2 separate regions of the Ovis aries genome follow, and region 2 is linked to region 1. A link is a contact called in public Hi-C data. All regions are on one chromosome and are shown on one strand. The core of a region is the stretch at or near the end of the contact, and the rest is flanking DNA. Distances in the headings are between cores, read along the strand shown.

The links. A called contact is a pair of places that touch in the nucleus more often than the background predicts.
Region 2: a Hi-C map of hypothalamus shows a contact between it and region 1, with 4 times the contacts expected there. The contact joins two enhancer-like sites. A contact is called at or near these places in 4 of 16 Hi-C or Micro-C datasets (hypothalamus, omental adipose tissue and tail adipose tissue).

What each region holds. Positions count from the first base shown.
Region 1 is chr2:149,476,523-149,481,085 of ARS-UI_Ramb_v3.0, forward strand. It overlaps RBMS1 (RNA binding motif single stranded interacting protein 1), which reads left to right. Exons shown (of 14, transcript XM_060409830.1): 14 at 1-412. Among named protein-coding and RNA genes, the nearest start is that of ITGB6, 77 kb to the right of the region's middle. Within about 2 kb of position 2,354, at least 16 of the 54 cell types and tissues checked have an H3K27ac peak or open chromatin away from gene starts, as enhancers often do. A contact at or near this core is called in hypothalamus, where this site is marked.
Region 2 is chr2:149,631,661-149,636,223 of ARS-UI_Ramb_v3.0, forward strand. ITGB6 (integrin subunit beta 6) reads left to right here. Exons shown (of 15, transcript NM_001113772.1): 14 at 1,824-1,990. Among named protein-coding and RNA genes, the nearest start is that of PLA2R1, 32 kb to the right of the region's middle. Within about 2 kb of position 2,146, at least 8 of the 54 cell types and tissues checked have an H3K27ac peak or open chromatin away from gene starts, as enhancers often do. A contact at or near this core is called in hypothalamus, where this site is marked.

The sequences.
Region 1 (4,563 bases), core at 1,104-3,603:
GAAATGTCTGAACTAAGTGCCATACTCGTCTGGGTAAGATTTGGGAAACATAACCTCTGTACATAAAAAAAGAAAAAAAAAATCAGTTAAACATCACATAGTAGACAGCCATTAAATTATAAAAAAATTAATTTATGAAGAAAGACCTTTTGTACAGATTGAAAAAAAAAGATTTTCATAGAGATATCTATATGATCAAGAGAGTTAATTTTTTATTTTTGTTTTACTAGTGCCACAAACTTGCCAGTGGTAACTTATTTGTCCGGTTCAAGATAACTCTGTAGTTTTCTTTCCTAGGACTTGTTGTTAAACGCCAAAAGACATTTTTGAACTGTACATTTGATCAGATTGTTAGCTTTTTTCTGTTTTATTTCTTTTGAAAACCTTTGAATAAAAAACATCTGAAATTTTATTTTTCCTGTCAGTTTCTTTTTAGGTTAGATTAAATGTATATCAGAATTTCATTTCATTTCTGATCTCTTCCTTTAGTTCAGTGAATTGGTTGGAAATTGAGTTGAAAATTATTTTAGATTCAGTACATATTCAAAATACATTTCCTTTAAAAGAATTGGAAAAACCATCCCACTGTCTCATTTTTGGCTATTTCAGTTCATGGACGCAAGGACAACCATTAGCTCACCACGTTTCCCCTCAGCAAATTCCACCTTTGGTCTGTCCTTAAAGGTCAAAGAACCATATCCCTTTCCTCCTTCCTTCCTGCTACCTTTTGACTGTGGTGCTGTCATTGCCCAGCAAGGGGGGCAGAATAAAAACTGTCACTGTTTAATAAGCAGGTTCACAGGTAAGGATTTCAAGATGGTCTTACCCCTGCCTTGATGACTTGGGCCTCCTTTAGTGACCTCGTTTGGCTGTGCCCAGTAGGAGGCTCTGGTGCAACATTCATGGAGGAAAGACACGACTCTCTTTCCCACGCTGACATGCTTTATGAGAGACTCTTAGTATAAGAACTTGACTTTTACCCAAGGTAAATGAAATATTTTAGTGTAGTTATAAAGGTTTCTTTTTCTGCTGCCCAATGACTCTGTCCTGATGAAAGGAATGGGCAAGAAAAATATCCGTAGCCTCCCATTTCTGTCTGCCTCCAATGCAATGTGATATGTGAATTAAATACAAGAGGTTTAGAGCACTTCACTTGCCAGAGCTGAGAAAGCCCCAGTCCTCTCTGGCTCCTTGAGTAAAGGAAGCCAGGTTCTCTGATGATAACCAGTGCATCAGAGGGGAAGATGTCGGGGCCGGAGCAAAGTGTGGCCTCGTTGAGATGAAGGCAAGCTACCAAGAATGTAAACAGTGTGATCTCATGTTCTTGGTGTCCCCATGCTTCTTCATAGGACCACCGGCCAGAGACAGGAAAAAAATACTACTGCGCTCCTTAGGTTTTGTTAACCTCATTTTTATTCTTTTAAGATGGCTCATGTCATTGGAGTCCTGGGACACCCAGAGGCTGTCATTCATACAGAAACTGATAAATGCTTTTTCAGAGCACCTTTTCTATCTGAACAACAGGGCCGAGCAAGCCAGATTGCTGATGAATAAAAAAGGAGCTATCGCTTACACACAGAAAGAGGACCTGTGGCACCCCTGGGGATTAACCCCAGGTTCCTCGGGCCATCATCAGGGGCCAGGGTCCAAGCAGCGGGGTGGAATTCTTGCCTTGGAAGGCAGGGAGGAAACTGGCAGCAGCTCCCTGGTGTGCCTCCTTCCCTCTTTATGGGCCAAAATGAGAGAGCAGTGGTGGATGGGAGCCCCGTTTCCTCCCATGCCTTTCAAGGGCAGTGGAGCAGGCTATATCCACTGGAGCCTGCATTCCACCTCCTCTCAAATTTCATAAATGCTGCTTAAAAAGTCACACGGAAAGGCCATGCCTCCCAGCCTGAGCAGGGGCTGAAAAATGTTCAAATGAGACCGCAATAGCCTCATTCCACCGAAATAGCCAAAAAGGAGAAGATCCAGGGGCCTTGGATAAAGATCACAGACTAGTCACCACCACCCTCCTCCCACAATTCACGAAAAGCTTCAGAAGATGACAAGTAGGTGAAGCAGGAAATCTCAGAGCCAGAGTTAAAGAAAAGCCGAGTAGTTTCTTCCCCTTGAATAGCAATGTGATGAGATAAGCAAGGGAGTAGGGGGACACTGGCGTCCCCACTGGGCAGCCCGGGCAGGCTGCAGGCCAATGCCCAGGGGGTCCAGTGCACAGCTAGGGGGTGGTGCTGTGCGCCCATCCTTCCTGTGGGTGATCTTGGCCAGGCAATGGAATTTCAGTCCTGTGGAATGGCTCCAGATTGTCTCCCATCAGGATGCTCTGGATCTTAACAGGGCCCGGGAGTGTTCCCACTTAAGCCACTAGAGGGAGGACTTTGTCACTCTTCACCTGCATATGTGAGATCCGAAGGCAGGAGACCCCGGCCTCGGAGGCCTCGGAGGGGGCGCCGCTGGTGGAAATTGAGGTGTGCACACCGCTGGGGATTACAGGCTACTTGAACTGGGGGTTAATGGTAAGAAGTGTTGCCCAATGCTGGCAGCTCCCTTCTGAGAGCATTGTTGCTGAGACTGGCAAGTAACTTACATGACTTAAGATTCAAGGAAGCTGGAGTCAGGGAGGGAGCCAAAAACCTTGCCAGACCTTATGACTCCAAGTGCAAGAAAGTGCTGGCAGGTCTCCGGGCTGCTCAGAATTGAAAACAGGTGGCTTTGGATTAAATACAAGCTCTAATGCTATTGCTCCATTTTATTATTATTGTGTTTTGAGATTTGATCTAGGTTATTCCACTGCTCATTTGCACAAGATACATATAAAGGAGACTACAGGTATCTCCTACCCCCTAGGATTCCTGAAATCACTTCTGCTTGAATACGTACAGGTACGGGGTACTTCCCACCTTTCTTGGCTTCCTGTATCTTTTTGGGCCAGCTCTCAAACTTGCTTAAAAAGTCAAGTTTGCATCTTTGTTAATTTCTACCTATCAATCAGCCTTAGTTCTGCCAACTGAGATGCCACAGAGTTAAGTCCGTCATTCCCATTTCTGAAGAAAGCATAGTGACAGAGGACATGTCAGTGATTGCCAGAGTTAATGGGGACAGGAGGCTGTGCCCATGAAGGGATAGCATGGGAGAGTTTGGGGGAGGAAGAACCTGTTTTTATCCTGATGGTGGTGGTTACCCAAATCTATATATGTGCTAAAATTCATAGTGCTGTACACCCAAAAAAGTCTATTTTAATGTATGGCATTTGCTTTAAAAATCTTCTTAAAAAATGAGACAAGTCAGTCATCCCTCAAATGTGGACAGCTCTGGCTTCACAGATCTCTGGGTTAAACACTCCTTGCAGCTTTAACTGTCCCTCATTAGCTCTGGCTCCACACTCCACACCAGCAGCTCACCCTCCAGATGGACCACAGTGACTCGGGATAAAATCCAGAACCCCAGGAAAACTCTGTCCCTCTGTTGCAGATGAAATCATTTCCTTCTTGACATCTCAGTTCTTAAAGCTTGCAGCCAATTAAAGCTTGGGTCTTGTTTTGTGTATGTCACGACAATTGATTCGAATAAAGACATGCCATAGTCATTTTTAAATGAAAACGTTTTCAAGGCATGAAATACAAAATCTAAAGAACGTCCCTGGTGGTGCAGTGAATAAAAACCCACCTGCCGATGCAGGGGACACAGGTTCAATCCCTGGTCCAGGAAGATTCCACATGCCTGTGGAGCAACTGAACCCATGAATTACAACTACTGAGCCTGTGTGCTACTTACTGAAGCCCACACACCCTAGAGCCGATGCTCCGCAACAAGAGAGGCCACCGTAATGGGAAGCCCACACCCTCCGAGAGCAGTCCCTGCTCGCTGTGCAAAAAGGACACCAGCAAAAAAGCAATGGAGAGCCAACACAGTCAAAAATGATACTTTTTTAAAAGGTTTTTTTAAAAAAGAATATAAGATAAATAGAATTCAGGCACAGAACTGTAGATACAGTATGATCTTAATTATGAAGCAGTATTTACAAAAGATGAGAAGGAGGTATTTCCAAGTGCTGACATATGGATGAAAAAACTAGGGAAAGTTTGTATTTTCTCATACTTTTCCAAATTCTTCTAGTTGTCTACAATAAAAACATTCTATAATCGGGGGAAACGTTTCAAAAGAATCTTGTCAGGTTATCCTGAAATTATGCAAATAGCTATGTTCATTATATTGCAATTTAGTGCATTCGATTAATTTCTTGCATTAAAAAGGACTGCCCCAGACATCAGAAGACACAAAGATGACATGATGTTGTCCCAGTCCCCAAGGGACATTCTTGTAGAGAGATGGTATGTAAGTGACACTGTTTCAAGGAGGAGTAACCAAAGTGTGATCTAAATAAAGAGCTTTGGGGATTCTATGAGCACATAAACTTGCTCTCCTGAGATTCTTGTCATTTTCACATTACCAACCAGTTAGTTCCTTTTTCACTGATAAGAATTTACTCGAAAGCAGCCATTTCCAGCCTAGTTCCTCTGCCTTCTGACATGAAATTGTCAGGCAGACAAGTGAAGTCTGTTGTAG
Region 2 (4,563 bases), core at 896-3,395, 150 kb after region 1:
CATGTCTTCAGTATAAGCATCTTAAGAGATACCAAAGACAGTATGGAAAGTGGAGATTTCTTCTGTGTAATACCTGCTCTGGAGGCTGGGCCAAAATCCTCGCTTGAGAAATGTTTAATTCCCAGTGACTCTAAATGCTTAAAATGATTATCTCCACCAGGCCATGCCCGCTCCTCCTATATTTATTGCCTACCAGAGAGCCCTCCTAATTCATGTTCTGGTTTCAGGGTCTCAGCGAGCTTCATTTTGCTTCCAGCAAGAATGTTCTATGCTCCACCCCAGACATTTCATAGTCAAAGATGTAGCCAGTATATATTCTCATGGACACAGGCTTGCCACTTTCTTTGCAGGAGTGTTGCTAACCTATTAGAAGCAGCCATGGTTCATTTGCTATTCTAGAAACCGTCTTTAGATCTTCGTACTGTAGTAGCTATTTCATTAACTCCTCTACTTCTTTCTGCCTAATCACCTTACATGGCTTTTTGGCTAAAGAACAAAACTGTGTAAAGCCAGGCGTCATGCTGTTAGAGGGTCATTAGTCCCGCTCAAATTCAGATCAGCTATAGATCTTACCTTGAAAGCAGCATGACTCGTCCTGTGTGTATAACTCTCCTTATTAAATATCTAAAAGCAATAAGAGTTAGGATAAACTAAGCATGATTCGTTTCCTCCTGAGATGCCATGAATTTGCCTCACTTCTTGCAGAGGGAGGCAGATATTTAATGATAATTTTTATGGGGATTTTTTTCCCATGGTAGCAGAGGGAGAGCTTAATTATAATGCTTCATTAAGAAATGTATCATCTCCCAGGCTTATTGCAAGTATTATTAGTCATTCTGCTGTCAATGAGAGAAGGTACTGTATAATTACAAAATTGTATCAGTATCATCAATAGAGTCAAAATAACATTTCATAGAATGTTTGAGTAGAAAGGACTATACAGAACACCTGATTTCTCAAACTTCCCTGGAGATAAGAATCACTTGGGATTTTTTAATAATAAAGAGTCTGTGGCTTCATCCAAACCAACTGAATCAGAATCTCAGGGGATGGGTCTAGGAATTTCAGAGGTGGGTTTAATAAGCATGAGCACCTGGGCTTAATCTTATCAGGAAGGTAAGGGAACACTGAAGCCCCACACCTTGGTTTTACAGACAAGGGCACTGGGGCTCAGAGAGATGGAGAGATTTAATGGATTTCAGGCAGGTACTGTCCATCATATGGGAATGGAACCCACCTCTCCTGAACCCAATTCAGGAATTTTCCAAGACATCAGGGCACTGCATTAGAGTGAAAATAAAACTGAAAATCATGATTATTTTCTGTCTATATATTTTAAAAGGAAGAACAAGTAGTGTACTTCTCGGGGGTAGGTTGTATTTAATTTTGAGTGTAATCTCCTATACGATCAAGAAAATCCATGAAAAAGTGTATATGTGTGTACACATTCCATTTCTAGTTTGTCTTATACTCAGAAGAGGTCATCTTTAGTAAACTACAGTCTTTTCACTGATCCTTTAAATACTCCATGTGTATTAATTGTCCCTCTTTTGAATTTTAATTCTTTTTGAGTCAGTCGTTCAAGTATATATCCATTTGCTTTGAATAATCAAGTTCTTACTCTATCTTTTGTTTTCTTTGAAGAAATAGGGCTATCCTTCAACAAGTAACTTGTTTTTTAAAAATTTAGCAAAACAAAAGAGATTATTATCTTTCCTCTACTGGAGAAAAAGTATGGTTTGAAAATTTAATGAGAAGTGTTTTCTCTGCATCAGAACATTAATTGAACAATCTCCTTAATGTAATTTTCTTTGTTTTCACAGACTGTCCAAAACCTCCAAATATTCCCATGATCATGTTGGGGGTTTCGCTGGCTATTCTTCTTATTGGAGTCGCCCTACTGTGCATTTGGAAGCTCCTGGTGTCTTTTCATGATAGGAAAGAAGTTGCCAAATTTGAAGCAGAAAGGTCAAAGGCCAAGTGGCAAACGGTATGCGCACACCTAGGGGCTAGCTGCTCCTTGTCCTGAGGGAAAGAAGGGGTGTTGGATTTCTTCTGCACTAAGAGTTAAACTGTCACATTCTTTCTCTGCTCCTCTCACCACGTCCCCAACAGCTGGTTTCTGTTCTGCTTTGGGGACAAAGGGACCTCTGTCCATTATCTGGAACTCAGTCCTCACAGCATTCATTTGTCTCTCATTGCAATGAAGATTTCCCCTAAAGAGTCTCATGAAACTGCTTATACTGTTAGCTACTTAGGAACATCAAGGCAACACATTTTATTCTTTACCACCAGAAGGTTCCTGCAGGCCCCATTTGACAAGCATACATGCTACATCTAAACATGTCCATAAATCTGCTGTTAGAGCTAATGGAATAATGTTCAGGAGTAGTATGACAGTTCATGCCAATTTCAGTGGAAATACTCATTACTCATAATAGGTTAAAAAAGTAAAGCAAGAAGACTTTTAAAATACCATCCAGTTAGCTTTTCTGAATAGCATCCATTTTAAACAGCTACCTGAGGGGGAGGGGGGGAATCCCTCCAAAGTATCGACTTTTAAATATATGTACTCAGTAGATATAATTTATGTGTCTTCTCTTCACAGTGGGCAAACACAAAACAGGACTCCAATTTTCCGTGTTTCTTTTCCACAGGAGAGATAATTACATTTCTAGAGGCCCATAGAAACAATTTCATGGTTTTAATTTCATCTCTCTCTCTCTAATGGTGTGTCCAGCTATCTGATAGCAATTACCTTACACTGCTGATTCTTAAAACCATGATATCACTGGAGAAAATACAGGCAAATGCAATACTCCTTTGGGTTCATCTCCCCAAACAATTGATGTTAACGCTTTTTTCTCTAGTTCTGTAATGATATCTTCCGTACCTAAAGCAAATGGAATTTTCTGTTTTAGGTACATTTATCCTAATAAGGGATGTTATATCTTGTGCAGTTATTTTGAAATAAATATAATATATGGTGCAGGGCAATAGACCATGAAAATTTTACCTGCTTTATCTTCCCATTAAAAATACCTTTAGACGCAACAACCAAATGTAATGTATGGATCTTGTTTAGATCTTGATTTGAGCACTCTAATATATATTTTTTGACAACTGGAAAAAAGTATAGACCTGGGTATTAGACTGATAGCAAGAAATTATGGTTAATTCAGTTAGGTAGGATAATGGCATGAGGCTTTGATAGAAAATAATTAAGGTTTACAGTAAAAAAGAAGTGAAAACTGGGTTTGCCCTTCAATAATTCAGCCAAAAGAGAGAGAGAGGAATAGTTGAAGTAACTGTGGCAAAATCCTGATAACCCCTGAATCTGGGTGATGGGTCTACAGAGGTTCATGATATGACTTTCCTCTTCTTTTGTGTATGTGTGGACTTTTCCTAATTAAACAAAATCCTTAGTAATGTAAAATCAGGATTTGCAATGAGGATATAATGTTTCTATCTCTAATGAGGTAAAAATGTAATCTGACAAGTTAGTTTGGTGACTTAGAGCCCAGTACTATGAAGCCAAAGTACTGAAGCAATTAACTTCACCTGACTCCCTGGCCATAAATGTTGTTTTTAACTCTCACCAACTGTCAAGAAAATGGCTGGAAGGGATCAGAAGGCAATTGGGTTAAACAATGTGACTAGTGTGTTCATGTCAATCTCAAACCCCCAATCCATCCCTTACCCACCCAACCCATTTCCGCGGTCACCATAGGTTCATACACACTACTATTGTAAAACAGGTAATCAACAAGGACCTACTGCATATAGCACAGGGAACGCGATTCAGTATTCTGTAATAACCTAAACTGGAAAAATTTTTGGAAAAGAAGCAAACAAGAGCGTGATTAAGTTAGTACAAAATGCAACAGCAGTAGTTAGTTGAAAGACCACGAGCCCCAGGCAGTAGTCTTGATACTCCCATTTTTGAATGTAAGAAAATTGAGGCTCAGAAAGGATAAGAGATTTCCCAAATTGCTGCTTTATGATGGAGCTGAAATCCTAATTGCAGCCTTTTCTTCCAAGCACAGCCTTGACTGTCCTAGAAATAATAGGCAGGTGTTCTGAAAACAAGCACTTGGGCAATTATATGATGTGTATCTACTAACCAGCACTTTTTCATGTTCTCCTACAAAGGCATGAATCCTGACAAATGATTAATATCTTTAAAATAACATTTTAATTAACAGTTAATTTCCCCCAAAACATGAATTGTTTTCCCTTAGGATGTAGAACATGACTGAAATTCAAATGCTGAATTTTTGTTGTCTCTTCACCGAAAGTGGAATTAAAATATGCATTAAACAGATAAAAGCATAAATGAAAAGTATTATTCCCTGTTAAAATGAGTTTCTTTGAATAACAAATGTTTGATGTTCTTGACTAGATAATGACTAGGTCATAATTATTCACTTGGATGCAAAAGAGGTTTAATTCAAATTATTCAATTCAAATTTCACTAATATGTCCTATTTGAAAAAAAAAAAAAGAAGAAGAATGCTGCTCCGTGCATCCATTTTGGGGTGTTTTGATTTGATTTTGTTTTTA